2 separate regions of the Danio rerio genome follow, and region 1 is linked to region 2. The links are chromatin contacts, called in public Hi-C maps. All regions are on one chromosome and are shown on one strand. Each heading gives the region's core, a stretch centred on a gene start, on an enhancer-like site or on the middle of the called end of the contact. The rest is flanking DNA. Distances are from core to core; before and after follow the strand shown.

Region 1 (3,595 bases), core at 246-2,745, 150 kb before region 2:
GCATAAAAATATGATTTATAATTGCTGGGGGCTAACAATATCTATGTGAATTTATTTATTTTTATTAATTGTGTAATTTTTAAACATTTAAAGTAGATTAATTATGTTATTCCAAACATTTAGTGGCATTTTTTATACTTTCTATGGGACTAAAATTCTGCATTCCCATTGGGAAAAAAGAGCTCTTTAACCAGACGTCTGATCACCTGATCAATCACATAAATTGGTTTGATATCCAAATTCTAACTTTATATGTCCAGCAAGAAAGAATAAAAAGCAGCTGAAATCAGAACTTTATATAATGTCATAGTTTACGCGTTTTGTCACTGCTATTTTTAGGAACTTGCAGTCTTTATAATACATGATTTATAACATATAATCTCATTGTTGTGCAATAAATATTTATTATTACCAAACTGTGGGAACATTTTAAGGTGTAAAAGCACTATTACATTACACGCACACGCACATTAACACACACCTTATAATTTGTTTAGTCTGCTTACCTGTCAACTGCAATAGCGGCCATTGAATAAATGCTTGAGAACATTGCTGTTATTGGGAAGAAGTTTTGAAATTTACAATATCCTAAACCAAAATACCAGTCATTGTGCAAAGCATAAACGAAATTAAAAACTGTGTTAAAAGTTGCCATAGAGGCATCAGAGAAGGCGAGGTTGACAATGAAGTAGTTGGTCACTGTCCTCATGCGTTTATGCGCCAGAATGATCCAAATAACTGTGACATTGCCAATGAAGGAAATAATTACGATCAAAGTATATGCAATCGCCCATAATGCCACCTGCCAGTCCGGCTGCTCGAACAGATTAATGGATGTTTCGTTTCCATCTTCATCGTAATACAGAAGAGATGATGAAAGGGGGTCCAAAGTGGTATCCATTGTTATTGTCCATAAAATCTCAAGACATAAATCTTTTTGCTTATTCCATTGAATGACTCACTCTTCTGATGCTATGGCATGGTAAAACTGTGTATTTTAGGCATTTGCAGCAGTTCATTCTCCAGTGAGTGGTCAGTGCGCTATGTGCCGCTTTATGTCCAAACTGCCGGCTGAAGTGCGTTTTTGCGCCTGCAGGGATGGTGGAAAACTGAAGGAATGTGTGCCAAGTATTGGAGGTGTGTCGGGTCCAATGCAGTGACGTTGAGTAAAGCATCTTTGCCAGCGCGCAATGACGCGCAGCATCCATCCTGCGTTCCGAAAATCTGCCAATAATCAAAATATTTAATTGGCATGCACTTGACGCGCTAACCGTGGACAGCTTGCGGTCATTAATTATTGCAAACTCCCTTCAGCGCACGCTAATGGAAATATGTCACATTTTAAGAGCATGTGTGGGGTCTACTCTGCTCTACTTGTTCCACTGAGATCTTATCAGTCCCTATATTTCTCCAGTTGCGTGAGGTGATGGTTGATCATTTTGTCTGAGCAGTGAGACATGGGTTTGGGCTGCAGCTGGAGGAAGTGGATAGTAAATTACTGCACATTACTTTTATTCGGACACCACTTGCTGAAATTACAGGCTGGTTTTCTAGATCTATAGTTTTTATTATTTTTATTATTCAAGGGATAGTTCACCCCAAAAAATTGACTATTTACTCACCCTCAAGTGGTTCTAAACCTTTACAAGTTTTTTTCTTCTTTTTTTGAACACAAAAGAAGATATTTTGAAGAAAGCTGAAAACCTGTAACCATTGACTTCCATAGAAAAACAAATATGGAAGTCATTGATTACAGGTTTTCATTATTTATCTAAATATATTATGTTGTGTTCAACAGAAGAAAAAAAATCATAAAGTGAGTGCTTCAGGGTGAATAAATAGTGATAGAATTTACATTTTTGAGTAAACTCTCCCTCAATGTGCAAATTACACACTTTTCATATAAATGTATTATTTAATTATTATAATCAATAATTTATTATTTAAATTATTATTTCATATTATTTTAAGTGTCCCTTATAGCCTCAGCTGGGTCAGTTGGCATTTATGTATGGAGTTTGCATGTTCTCCCCGTGTTGAGTTTCCTCTGTGTGCCCTGGTTTCCCCCACAAGTTCAATGACATGTGCCATAGGTGGATTATGTAAGCTAAATTGTTCATATGTATGTGTGTGAATGAGTGTTTATGGGTCATTCCCAGTTCTGGGTTGCCGCTGGAAGGGCATCCGTTGTGTAAAACATATGCTGGAATAGTTAGCGGTTCATTTCACTGTGGCGACCTCTGAAATATAGACTAAGCTGAATGAAAATGAATGAATGATTTAAATTGTTGGGTTATGTGCAAATGTATATATTATGTTTATATTAAAGACAAAAAAAAAAAAAAAAAAGGTTCAACAGTCTTCCACCAGACTGCAAAGCTGCATGTTGCAATGAAAATATTCTCTCTCTAAGGCAGTAGTAGGAGTTGGATATAGCAATCACACTAAGTCAATTGCTGTTGTTTTCCAACATTTTTTTGTATAATAATTTTATTGTATCCAGAATATTTTATTATAATCCACAATGGTTATAAAAACATGGTTATTTTTTATAAGAGTTTGAATATAGTTTGAATAGGGTAATTTTGTGTGTCAATCACTTGTATAAAAAAACAGTAAGAGGGGCGTGGTTAAGAATATTGTGTGGCTGAATGGGCTGAAGCCGTCGAACTGATGTCAAGAAGGACCACGCTCCAAATGCCCAAGCAAATGGTTAGACTTTAAATGAAGGTTACCAAAACATTTTTTGTGTGGATAACTTGCATGGATAAATTGTTAGTCTAAGAAACAACAACAATGTGCTATCAATTCAAAACATTGTACGTTTTTTATGGTTTCTTTACACCACAGGTGTCACAGCCAGTTCCTTAAGAGCCGCAGCTTTGCACAGTTTAGATTTAACCCCAATTAAACACACTTGATCAAACTAATTAAGTCTTTCAGGCTTGTTTGAAACCTACAGGTAAAGGTGTGATAACACTGGACTTTTCTTCCTATACACTTCCATTCATACGCACACAAAGGAAACACAAGGCTGTGGAACAAGTTTGCTGTGTTGCAAAGTTCCAGCTTGGTAAACTCTGATCTGCGAAATCACATCACTTAACTGTGTGAGACTAATCGAGGATCAAAACATGACCTCTCCGGACAGAAATTTAAAATATGGACAAATCGCTCGCTTTCTTAAATGTTTAATCCCGCCACTTTTTGCAGCGACGTACAACAGATTTTCACAAGCTTAAAGTCTAGTGTGATCGCTTAAGTGTGTTGAAGCAGGGATGGAACTAAACTTTACAGAGCCGCGGCCCTCCAGGAACTGGATTTGACACCTGTGCTTTACAGAGTGACATCGCCTACTACTAGTCTACTAGTTTAACATGCATACAAGAGCGTTTAAAAAAAGCCATACAGGATCTAACCATTTAGATTTTTCTCAAATCCAAAACTTACAACTTTGACAAACTCAGAATTACTCATGATACAAAGCTGATGTAGCTGCATAAACCATTGACAATTTAAATAGTCAAAAATGTGCTAATATGAAGATATATGTTGGTGTTTTATTTTTTTCCTATACATTTTCTTATGAAGATCT
Region 2 (3,350 bases), core at 85-2,584:
ATAATAAAAAGTACATTTATTTTTATTAAAAAACAAACAAAAAAAAAACAGCCCTTTCTTTCAAAAAGCTTTAAAAAATGTCTTGTGTTTAAGCATGGGCCGGATTAAGATAACGGTTTGATAATAAATATCTGTTAATAAAAAATATCATGGTTTCACGGTATTGTGATTACCGCTCTAAAATATGTTCTTTTTAAATGTCTGGGTAAAAAAATAATAATAATTTTCCCCCTTTGAACACAACATATTTTATTTTGAGAAACATTTAAAATATTTTGGGATAGTGAACATATCTGTCTAGGCATCGGACGCTAACCGTTTTCAATATTACTGTGGTTTGGAAAATTCAAGGTTTTAAAACAGCGAACATTTTCTGTAATACCGTTCCTAAGTATCTGTAAGATTTTTTATTTACATTTTTGTTTTTTATGACAACAGTATCTCTAGCAGAAAAAATATCCAAAGATGCCATTTTAAATTGTACAGAAATCTTTGTTTTTGAAACAAATGAAGACAGCAGAAGTCAATGACTCATTTTAATTATATGGTCTGACATGTTTACTGCTCCAAAATATCATAAATCTTTCGAAAAAAAAAAAAAAAAAAAGAATATATTGAATTTAAAGGGGAAAAAGGTTTTGTTTTTTACCAAGAAATTTAAAAAGAATATATTTTGGAGCAATAATTACAATACCGGGATACTGACTGTTAAACGTTTTTTTCATAAATAAAATGTAAGGAAAGTGAATTGTGATCAGAGCTATCGGTCTCTAACCTTCAAACATCCTTTTGTGCTGTACAGAATAAACAGTCATTGAAGTATGAAACAACATAAGTGTGAGTAAATAATGATGACGTATCATCATTTAAATGTTTAGGTGAACTGTCCCTGTCAGTCGTGTCCTTACCTTTGAGAGGAAAAAGGAAGAAATGTTTGATTGAACTCCACTGACCATCTAAGATTAAAAGGAAGATGTTAGTTAAGGCAACCCGATTTTCACAACTTAAAAACATCTAACAATATAGCAGCAAACGAACTGAATTAAATACTCACAGATGATCGGCTGGATTTGCACTTCATCATTGTAGACGTATGTGAATAAAACGACTGAAGGCGTTTTGTTCTTTGCAGAAAAGCATAACACTCATTCAAAAACTTTAAGCATCTCACACCACTGTAAAGCTGCTCTAAAAGATGAACTTCGTCCAGAAACTGATGACGTTATTCTTACAGCCAGACGGACATCTGAACGTAACTGTTACTTTCACATGAATTAAATGCAATTGCTGGCGTAAATAACGTTTGATTCATCTGTGCAGTGAAACAGATTCCCGCGTAGAATTAATAAACATCACATGATAAGCAACTTCTTCTTCGTTGTTTCTTGTTTGCGGAACTTCCAACGCCATTGCAGATACACTGCCACCCAGTGACAGTCCTATCAGTCAGTCGAGTCGTTTTGCAGTGATCATTATATCATACATAAACAACAAAACCAACAATTATATCGTTGTTGTTTTTTGTAACGAGAGATAAATTTATGATTACCAAGACAACAAACAAACGCTTATTCATGAGGCTCGTTGTTGAAAGCTAACATGTTTTGCTAGCATTTGTTTGGTTTTGTCAAAATTTTGTACACATAAAAAGAAAAAAAAATTAAATAATGTCTACTTTAGTGTTTTATAACGTTTGTGAAAATAATGCAACAATTCAGCTGGCATAAATATATAATATAGGCCTATTTATTATAGGTTGTGCATAAAAATGAAACAACATAGATTTAAACTTGACTCGGTATCTATCATCTTTTCAGTATCGAACACTCTTGGCATGGAAAGCATTACAGTGATGTTACTAACTCCATTGAGTGCATTGTGTCTGACATTGCATCTCTGAGGGATGCAATCTCAGCTTGCATCATAAAGGCTGCATCCAGATGCTGTTAAAAGTATTTGAATCTCTCCTATACTCCTTCCTTAAAATCTCCTATTTCGAATCTCGAGCTACCCCCTATTCAGAACATTGGTTTCCTTTTATGGAAACAGGGATTTTGGAATTGGATTAATCAACAAATTTAATCAGATATTTAACAACAGGAGGCTGAAATCATTTCAGTTATTAAAACAGGAATTTAATTTCCCAAATAACAACTTCTATAATTTTTTGCGACATTTTCTAGAACCGTCTCTTAAGGATGGCAGGATAAGACTTGATCTTTTTGACATGCTAAAACAATTGAAAAAGAAGAAGACAATTTTTTTTTTGCTTTTTTTATTTTGCTTAATGTTATCCAATGTATTGGGCAATTTTGTGGAACTAATTTTAGTGAAGAAAATGGCTTTTGATCTGCTCTGGCATATTTGTTAATAAAAAAATTAATCAGATTGCTATTTAGAAAAACCGACTTATGACTTGCGTCAGAAATCGAATGATTTCTGGCATAACTGGAATCCGCTATGGGAGTTTTTGGAGAATGTTTAATAAAAAACTGTTTTTATTTATTTATATATATTTATTATTTAATTTATGGATTTTTGGTCAATTTTACTCTTTAGAAAATACTTCAATTACAAGCCTATGGCTATATTATTATATATGATGACATGAGACACCTATACCACTGTTCCGTCAGTGCAAATCTTTAACTAAATGTTTAAAAAAGAAAAAATTCAATGAAAAAATAAACAACATATATGGTTATATATTTAACCATATATCTATAGATTAACAATTATATATTATTTTGTGGCTGTACTGTGATTCGTTTTAACATGTCATCAAATGGTTCTTGCTTATAAATATTTAGCCAACATTTTAATGTATGTCAAGTGAAATGTATAATAGTCTTAATCATTAATTTAGTTTCACACAACAAACAAAAAATAGGCAGGACATGTTTTAAAGAATGGAGGGAAAATGGTTTTGATGCCTGAAAAATTATTTCCATCTTGGACTCCAAGGATGTCAGTCTGTTTTGAAAACTGATTTTTAAACTGATTTTCAACTTGTTAGTGCTTTACAGATGTGAGAGACTTTAATAAAAAAAATACAACAGTACATTATGCCATGTAAAGTAATCAGTAATAAAAAGGTGTATTTAAACAAACTATTTAATGATGCACATTAGCAACACAACCACAGTTAAATAAAAAATTACACTCAAATCTTCTAAATATTAAATTACAAATAAACTGTTATATGCTATCTAACTTGAACATTTTAACTTAGAGCTGTAATGCAGCATCAGCCAGCTATTTTAAAATGTTTCATATGCTGTTGTTGCATTAATAGACATGCACAGCTTATTGTAACTGAATACCCTCATAACAAAATGGCAATGAAATCT

What was found. A called contact is a pair of places that touch in the nucleus more often than the background predicts.
Region 1: a Hi-C map of hematopoietic stem cells shows a contact between it and region 2, with 3 times the contacts expected there. The contact joins the promoter of tacr2 here to the promoter of dna2 in region 2. A contact is called at or near these places in 2 of 18 Hi-C or Micro-C datasets (hematopoietic stem cells and an unstated tissue).

Annotation. Positions count from the first base shown.
Region 1 is chr13:26,126,967-26,130,561 of GRCz12tu, reverse strand. It overlaps tacr2 (tachykinin receptor 2), which reads right to left and starts at 1,495. Exons shown (of 5, transcript NM_001327859.1): 1 at 507-1,495. The coding sequence starts at 901.
Region 2 is chr13:25,973,465-25,976,814 of GRCz12tu, reverse strand. dna2 (DNA replication helicase/nuclease 2) reads right to left here and starts at 1,334. Exons shown (of 23, transcript XM_682882.10): 1 at 1,055-1,334; 2 at 909-956. The coding sequence starts at 1,084. It overlaps LOC137490477 (tripartite motif-containing protein 72-like), which reads left to right and starts at 3,333. Exons shown (of 6, transcript XM_073920874.1): 1 at 3,333-3,350.